2 separate regions of the Mus musculus genome follow, and region 2 is linked to region 1. A link is a contact called in public HiChIP or PLAC-seq data. All regions are on one chromosome and are shown on one strand. The core of a region is the stretch at or near the end of the contact, and the rest is flanking DNA. Distances in the headings are between cores, read along the strand shown.

Region 1 (4,116 bases), core at 1,575-4,074:
GGAATTGTCCCGGAGCGCTTCGAAGAAGGGGAATGGCTTGTTGATGGCATAGGCGATGTTCACCTTCATGTATATGAAATGCTGGAGAAGAGCCTTTTCCAAGGCTTTGGTCAGAGTGAACATCCTATAAAAAGAGGCAGGCTGAGAAGACAGGCAAAAGTTCTCAGGAGCATGGGGAGTGGCTCTCTGCATAAAATGGATTCTCAAAGGTAGACACCCTAGTCTTCAAGCATCCCTTAGCTGTCTACAGAGCAAAGTCTTGCTAAAAGATCCATTGGTAGAGGAGATAAAGGCAGTGCCCAGAAACCACAGAGGCTGAGAAGGACAGACAATAGCATATAACCATCCTGAAAGGGATTTTAAAACATAAAGTGGGTTTTTAAAACATCTCTTCTTCACTGAGTATGTCCTATGTCCAGCTTTTGTTCCAAGGATTTCATAGGTAGTAACTTACTGGAGTTCACAAAGCATTGCAAGGTGGTCACTGTCATCACAACTACCTAACTGTGGTGAGCTCTAATGCAGACAGGGGTGAGGTAAGCGATCCTCATGCTAGATTATACAATCTGGAGGGGGCTGAGTACTAATCGAATCTTGACATTCTAGATGCTGGTTTACAGTTGAGAAAGTGCTTGGCCACAGCCAGAGTGTATGTATAGAGAGAGTTGAATATATATGAGCTGGCTTAGAACAGATCACCTGCAGTGTAGCAGAGCACTATCTCATACCAATGCTCATGAAAAAGAGACCACCCAACATGTAGAGCTAGAAAGCTGGTAATATTTAGACACTGAAAAATCACTCACAACACTTTGACGCAAGCAGACAACACATGAATAAAATCAGGAAGGATATGAAAAATAGGATTGGTCAAAGTCAACGCTTGGTTTTATGACCCCATTTCATTCTTCAGGATGGACCTGGGTCTTCTTATGGAATGTTTCTAAAAATCGACTGCTTCTGGATCATGAGAAAATAACCAGTGAGTTATAACAGAAAACTTCCAGGTGGCAAACTGTTGTAAGAAGGCAGGCCCTAGTAAACCTTTTGATCACAGAGGGGGCGCTTTTGTTGTTGATTGGCAGTAGTGGGGATGGAGTCCAGGACCTGTGCATCTTAGGCAAGTGCCCTATCCCTGAGCTGCATCCCAGCTAGCAACACAGTTCTGTTTATTTGTTTGCTAATCTTAAACACAAAGAAGGCAAAGGTCCCCCTTTCCTCTTTTTTAAAACAGAATATTAAATATTAAAGAGTATTTCCAAAGAGTATTTCCAGGAATTTAATCCCAGCATCACATTGAGTAGACTTGTCTGTCCCTTTCTTCTTCTTTCCCAATCTCTTAAACTTAGCAAAAAAAATGTTGAGGAGAAAACAAAAAGAAGCCGACTTCACAGTAGGACTGTAGAGCAGGGAGATGTGTCACAGATCATCCAGTCCTGAGGGAATCCTGGCAGACTGGGGACAGGTGGGAGGGAAAGCTGTTGAGGCTACTTGTGGGGGAGGGGAGGGGAGGCAGCAAGAACATGTGCTCTGGGTTCTGCTTAGGATGGCAGCAGCACTCAGACCTACGCTGCTGTGGCAACTTTGCCATTTGCCGCCTGCCACAGTTTCCGAAGATGGAAGTCAGATCTACAGAGGTTAAGTACCTGTGCCAAGGACACCAATCTACAGTAGAGTGTGTCTGTCTCTGATATTTTGTTTCTCACTGTGCAAGATATGGTATCTCAAGCCTGAGGAAATGGTGCAAGCCTTTAATGCCAGCACTGGAGGCAAAGGCAGTTGGAGGCCATCCTGATATATATAGTTCCAGGACACTCAGGGCTACACAGAAATTCTGTCTTGAAGAGGGGAAAAAAGATCCTGTGTCTCAGCTGCCTGCATGCAGGTTTTTATTATGTTAAGGGCCTTACAAATAAATTAGGGAAAGACAAACACCCATTAGGAAAGACAAAGCCCCAAACAATCAATAAAATGAGCATCATATACAATGAATGCATAATTAAGCTGGGAAAAGGCAGACAAGTCGAAGGACTTGACAGTGCATAGTACTATCAAAGTGACCAGGAGACAAAACAATAGTCACAGTCCCTGATAGGGTAGAAGTGAAAAGCATTTCAAGTGTTCTGTGACTTATTTGGAATCAGGGTCACCAGCTGTAAAAATTACATTTCCCTTGAATTTTCACGCACAGTAATGTATTTCAGTGAAATGACCATGGACTAAAACCAAAAAAAGCAAACATACAAAAACCATCCATACCCCCGCTAGAGAGAAGTAAGGGCGCCCCTTACTTTCTCTTTCCCAATAGCTCCATAATTAGGCAAGTGTTGGAAGATGATAACGGCACCGCCCACCGTGGACACTTGCGAGGTCCAACCTCGGGAATAGGCACTGGACACTGTCCCCAAAGTCTGTTTCAGAAAAAGAGTTGTGTGTATAAGCCCTCACTGCCCTCCCCTCCCCTCCCCTTCCTCCCTCTTATCCACCTCCACTCCAGGGTCCGAGCCAGGATCCGGAGCCATGCTCGAGTCTCTGGACAAGATTACTTAGCAAAGAGAGAACCTGGGGAGTCTAGGGTACAGCAGACAAAAGCTGACCCCAAGAATCAGGAATCTAGTTGCAGAGCCCAAGAGCAGAACGCACCTGGATGCTGAGGGCTGCCACGGGTTCTCCCGAGTTCTCCCAGGTCACTGCCTGGATTAGTTAAGGGGTTCCTGGATCCTTCCTGGAAAAGCCTGACAGCCCAGTCTGGACCCGAAGTTATGCTGCCTTGGAAGTCCCGCGGGGAGTCAGGCTTCAAGAAAAGAAAAATGAAAGTGATCTCAGCACACTGAGCAGGAAGCCAGCCAGCCACACCAATTCCGCCCTCCACTCCTCCACCCCTGCCTTGTGCGGTTCCCCAGCGTGGTTAGCATTATGGGTTTCAGGGGCACTTGCTGGGAATCCAGATCTGCCTGGAGTGGAGTGAGAGGCAGGGAGGCAAAGGATTAACACTGGAGAACATGGGAAGGGTGTGTCCACTGTCCCCTTCCTAACCTGGGGATCTATTCCCCCAGTGGTCTCATTGTAACCTTTAGGAAGTATTCTCAAACTGCATTGGGGTGAAGGTTATCCTGAAAAAAATTGCTAGAAGTTATTAAATTAACAACAACAACAACAACAACAACAACAACAACCAGAGCTGGCATCTTTGAAATGTCTAGAATTTGTCAGGATCACTATGTGAGAAAATTGAAATAAAACAAAAGGCAACCAAGTGACTCTCGAAAGAGTCTGAGCTAGGGTCTCTGAGTGTTCAACTGAGAAGAGTTCTATGTAACCCCGTCTAATATTTCCCAAATGTATTTGATCCACAAGACACCCCAATTCCCCACCCCCAGGATACCCACGAGGCCTCTGGGACTTTAGATTTGAACCAAGGCTAGCCCACACAGGACAGAGCTTCTCTGTACTTCCTATGGAGACACCGACGGTAGAATTTGCAGCCAAGTACAGTTAGAACAGTAGGCTTGGCCCAGAGTGTCCCAGGGATGGGGACTGAGTGTGTGTGTGTGTGTGTGTGTGTGTGTGTGTGTGTGTGTGTAGAGGCTTGGCCCAGAGTGTCTCAGGGATGGGGACTGAGTGTGCATTAATGCTTGTGTGTGTGTGTGTGTGTGTGTGTGTGTGTGTGTGTGAGAGAGAGAGAGTCTGCACAAGAATCACAAGCATGCTTATGTGTCAGAAAATTACCCTACCCTCGAGAAACCTCTAAAGCAAGAAAAGTTATTACATCAGACAGATATGAATAAGGGCAAAGATTTCATTTGGAGTCACACATACTAGGACTACAGTAATGATGGTAAAACCTCACCTGGTATTTCACACCACGTGAGAGCTCATTAGACTTATACGTTTAACACAGTTTTAAAGATGCATTTACCTAAAGTGATGATTTTGGTGAACTTTACCAAATATAATCATGCCACAGTGATCACACAGGCCAAGTCCTCTGCCCTCCTAAAATCCCCTTGTTCTTGGCAGAAAACCCCCTCTCAGATTCCAGCCCCAGAGAACCACAGATCATCGGTTACACAGCTAAGTTTGACCGGCGCAGAAATGCCATATAAATGAAGACAT
Region 2 (4,427 bases), core at 654-3,153, 160 kb after region 1:
CTGGAAAGTAAGAGGGAGACTGGCTCTAGGGGCAGCCCCCAAAGGTCATTGTGGCTCTACAGAACCTCGAGAGAAGTCAGAAAGTCTGACTTTCTGTGAAACTGATTCAACAAGTTAAAAAAAAAAAGAAATTTACTGTGGTCCCCACCCACCCATCCACTGAAATGTGTTTAATATAAGCAGCCAACTTATTACCCATTGAAGACTCTCCCAAAAGAGGCCATTTTTGGCTTGACCTAATTTCCAAAGCCAGGTTGGACAACCACAGGGTTGTGGTGGAAGGAGGGTGAAGTCAGTTGGGAAGGGAAGCCCTAGCCAGCGTTTCAGTGAACTGCTTCTATGTACGTAGGAGACTGGGCACCAGGGCCGGGGAGGGACAAGAGTGCACATAGAGGCAGACTAGTTTCTCACAAGGCTCTGCTTCCCTCATACCTTCTTGGGAGGACTTCCTGGGTCCCACTGACCATGCTCAGCTGCACTTCATTTTCCAGAAACTTCTAGCACTATTGCCAATGAGGGATCCAGTGGCCACCTGTGGCATTTATTAGTATCAGTTATTGTTCTTACCTCTGTGACAAAATGCCTGCTAAAGCAACTTAAAGAAGGAAGGATGGGGACTGGGGACATGGCTCAGCAATTAAGAATACTTGCTACTCTTAAAAGGTCCAGGTTCGGTTCCCAGCAACCACACAGTGGCTAATGCGCTCCTGTGGCCCTTGTTAGTACTGCACACACATGACGCACATACATACACATAGGCAAATCCTCATTCACATAATATAAATAAAAATAATAAAACACTGGGCGGTGGTGGCACACGCCTTTAATCCCAGCACTTGGGAGGCAGAGGCAGGTGGTCTCGTCACATTTGTGGTCAGGAATCTGAGAGCATTGGATCCTGGTGCTCCAATGGCTTTTTCCTTTCCCTCTTTTCAGTGCAAGACCCCAGTGTCCACATTCAAGGCTCCTCATCAAACCTGGCTAGGGATTCCTTACAGGCATGCCTCCTTGGAGGCTCCAGTCAGGTTCACTTATGAGGGTGAACCACCACTATATTGGTGTTAGTTATCTGGGGAGGAGGAGGGAAGGAGCACCTGAAACTGGAGGAGGGTGAAAAGACGTGGGGCCACTCTGAGTATTTATCTTGATCTGTCTCTGCCACTGTCACAGAACACTTGAGCCTGGGTCAATGTGTACTCATGATTGCCAGGCTAGAAATCTCAAGAGAATGTCCCTGGCACTGCCTTCTTCATTTCTGGCAAAGGCTTGGTGCTTCAACTCATGGTAGACAGTGAAAGGGCAAGTGGTCACACACGGACGAGGCTACACACCAAGGACACTGCTGCTTCACACCAAGTAGCTCTTGTGGTAACTGATCTTCTGAGAGAACTCCTTCCAGGGCTGTAATCCTCCTTGATGACCCAATCGTCTCCTGAAGGTTCCACTTTTGGGACCAAGCCTGAGTGTAAGTTTTCCTGGGGACAAACCATATCTAAACCACAGCAACAATTTGGGAGGTGGAACCAGGCCATGACTGTCTGATGTGGGGACAGATATTCCATATCCCCATTACTCATCCTCATGACTGCCAGCAACCCCGGGCAGGGACACCCCTTTCCCACCTACTCACAAGTACACACACGGGTGTTCCTCACCCACTCAAACCAGCTTCTGCATCTCAATGGTATCTGAGAGCTTCTAAGCAACTTGTAAGGCCCAGTGACAGAAAGAGCCTGGCAGATTTGGTGTTGGGCTCAAGCAGAACAGGTTTCAGGCAGAGTTGTGAAAGGTCTAGCCCAAGGAAAGTGGGTGAAGGCAAGCTTTGCGGTTAGCGCTTCCCACTGTCCCTGGAAGCTGAGCTTGCCCCTCATAGCATCTGCCCATCACACCTGAAAAAGAGAAAGAGGAAGTAGAAGACCGAGTGTCAGGAATGAGAGGGGAAGGGCAGAGGCTCTTCTTCCCTCTTGCGAGACACTGCAGGGCTGCCCCCCACCCCCTCCCCTCAGATGGAATCCCACATCCCTGCTGGGAGCTGCCTGCCCCCGCCAGCCAGTCCCGGGTAGCCTGCTCTGCCTGGGCAAAGCACACCGTGCCTGCATGAACTTGCTATTTCTGAAACCAGAGGAGGCAAAGGGAGTGTGGGGGAGTCTTCCACCCAGCCTGGGCCAGCTGGTTGGGCTAATTATAAAGTTTTCACAGCCCAAACAAAGCCCATTAAGCTCCTCTATTCTGGAAAATGCGTGCGGATCAGTGGGTACCTTCTTTCATGGCGTCCTCCACCTCGGTCCCCTCAAAGTGCTCCCTCTCTGTCTAATCTGTCTCCCTTTCACCTTCCTCTCTCCTCTAGCTGCCACCTCACAAAGATCCCTGGTTTGGAAGTCACAGTGAAGTCCTGTGTCCCTAGCCCTGGCACAGTGCTAGAACCAAAATAAGCCCCAGTGAGTCGCATGGAATGAATGAATGAGCACTTTAATACGCAGTGCGCCATGAAAATACTCCTGGAGGGTAAGGCTAAAGTTAGCAAGTACTGTAAGGTCAAAAGAGTCCAGGCTTTAAATCACCCAAGAAGTCTATCAATAGACTGACAGACTCTGAGTAAGTCTGGCCCCACCCCCACCCTTCTGAGGGGCCCCTGTCCGAGCTCTCTCTCTCTCTCTCTCTCTCTCTCTCTCTCTCTCTCTCTCTCTCTCTCTCTCTCTCTCTCTCCCTCTGTGTGTGTGTGCCTCAGATTCAGTACTACAAGTGTTTGCTCAGGCAGTCTTGAAGTTCATGCTTTATGTTCCCTAAAGAATCCACACCTAGAACTCTTCTTTTTAAACACTAATTTTTATTTTATCTTCCTTTTATTGAAAATAGATTCTTCTCTTAGATAATACATCCAGATGATGAGCACACCTCCCCCTACTTCTCAAAGTTCCTCCCTATCTCCCCCCCTTTCTGTTTCTCATTAGAAAAGAGCAGGCTTCTGAGAGATAATATTAACATATAATAAGATGAAGAAAGAACTACCCTATCCAAATTGGACAGAACCAACAGAAGAAAAAGAGCCGCCCAGGAGAAGGCCCAAGAATCAGAGATCTAGCCAGGCGTGGTGCTGAGATAGTGGTACTGTTATACAGAGAACCCTGTCATGATAAACCAGCAAGCAAGAGAGAGAGAGAGAGAGAGAGAGAGAGAAAGAGGGGAGGGGAGAGGAGAGGAGAGGAGAGGAGAGGAGAGGAGAGGAGAGGAGAGAAGAGAAGAGAAGAGAAGAGAAGAGAAGAGAAGAGAAGAGAAGAGAAGAGAAGAGAAGAGAAGAGAAGAGAAGAGAAGAGAAGAGAAGAAGAGAAGAAGAAGAGAATCAGAAACCCACTTGTTTCTACACCCCTAAGGTCTCTGTGAGTTCATATGAGCTTTGCTCTTGTTGGTGCAGAGGCCTTGCTTTCCTGGTGTCCTCCATCCCTCCTGGCTCTTACACTCTTTCTGTATCCTCTTCCATGGGGTTCCCTGACCACTGAGGGGAGGGAGTTGACAGAGATATCCCATTTCCAGCTGAGCATTCCAAGGCCTCTCACTCTCTAAATAAGGCCTGGCTCTGAGTCTCTGTGTTTGTTTCCATCTTCTGCAAAAGGAAGAAGCTTCTCTGATGATGGCTGAGCAAGGCACAGATTTATGAATATATATATATGATATGTACTTATAAATATATATGCATATTCATATATATTTATATTTTCATATATTTGAATATCATTAGGAGTCAATTTGTCACTACATTTTTGCTGTTCTTGTAGTTTTAGACCAGTGGCATTTGGTTTTTATTTTATCTTAGGTCCCTGGGATATCTAGCCTCTGGTCTTGGTCACTCCAAGTTTCAGGTATGGCTTCATCTCCTGGAGAGGACCTTAAGACAACTCAGACACTGGTTGGTCACTCCCACAAGCTTTGTGCCACCATTGCCCTAGCACATTTTGTAGACAGAACACTATTGTAGATCAAAGGGTTTGTAGCTGGCTTGGTGTTTACAATTCTCTTTTAGTGGCACGCAGAGTACCTTCCTATACCAAAGATGCTAGAAGGTCGGGGTGAAGGCTCTAAGTATGTGGGAAGCCACATGTGCCGTTGCAGAGTGGCGCTGACAACTGCTGGCCACCACGCATAAGTTTGGACAAACAACCAATGTGTACATATGCAGTAAAGTTTTTTGCAAAGACACTGCCTGGCCCGGGCATGATAATGAGGCTTTGAGAGTATAACCAATAAGACGTGAGACATGCAAATGAGGTATGATAATGAGGCTCTGTGAGGTACAGAGAGTAGCCAATCAGATGAGAAACATGCAAATGAGGCTTAGTGCATAACCAATCCGGGTGTGAGACATGCCTCTCCTAAGCCTATATAAGCAGCACCAGTTCTGGGCTCGGGGTCTCTTCGCCTCTGCAATCAAG

The links. HiChIP or PLAC-seq counts read pairs in DNA pulled down with a chosen protein or histone mark.
Region 2: a contact with region 1 is called in an H3K27ac HiChIP or PLAC-seq map of CD8 T cells, with 1.4 times the contacts expected there. The contact joins the enhancer-like site here to the promoter of Sp110 in region 1. A contact is called at or near these places in 2 of 39 promoter capture datasets (liver and pre-B cells), 1 of 484 Hi-C or Micro-C datasets (nephron progenitors), 3 of 115 datasets of contacts at active chromatin or transcription factors (CD8 T cells, effector CD8 T cells and memory CD8 T cells) and 2 of 9 other capture datasets (adipose tissue and liver).

The regions. Positions count from the first base shown.
Region 1 is chr1:85,595,986-85,600,101 of GRCm38.p6, forward strand. Sp110 (Sp110 nuclear body protein) reads right to left here and starts at 2,825. Exons shown (of 12, transcript NM_030194.1): 1 at 2,644-2,825; 2 at 1-124. The coding sequence starts at 123. It also overlaps a transcript of Sp140 not described here.
Region 2 is chr1:85,756,453-85,760,879 of GRCm38.p6, forward strand. No RefSeq gene overlaps it. Among named protein-coding and RNA genes, the nearest start is that of Mir8096, 6.7 kb to the left of the region's middle. Within about 2 kb of position 1,904, at least 52 of the 459 cell types and tissues checked have an H3K27ac peak or open chromatin away from gene starts, as enhancers often do. A contact at or near this core is called in CD8 T cells and nephron progenitors, where this site is marked.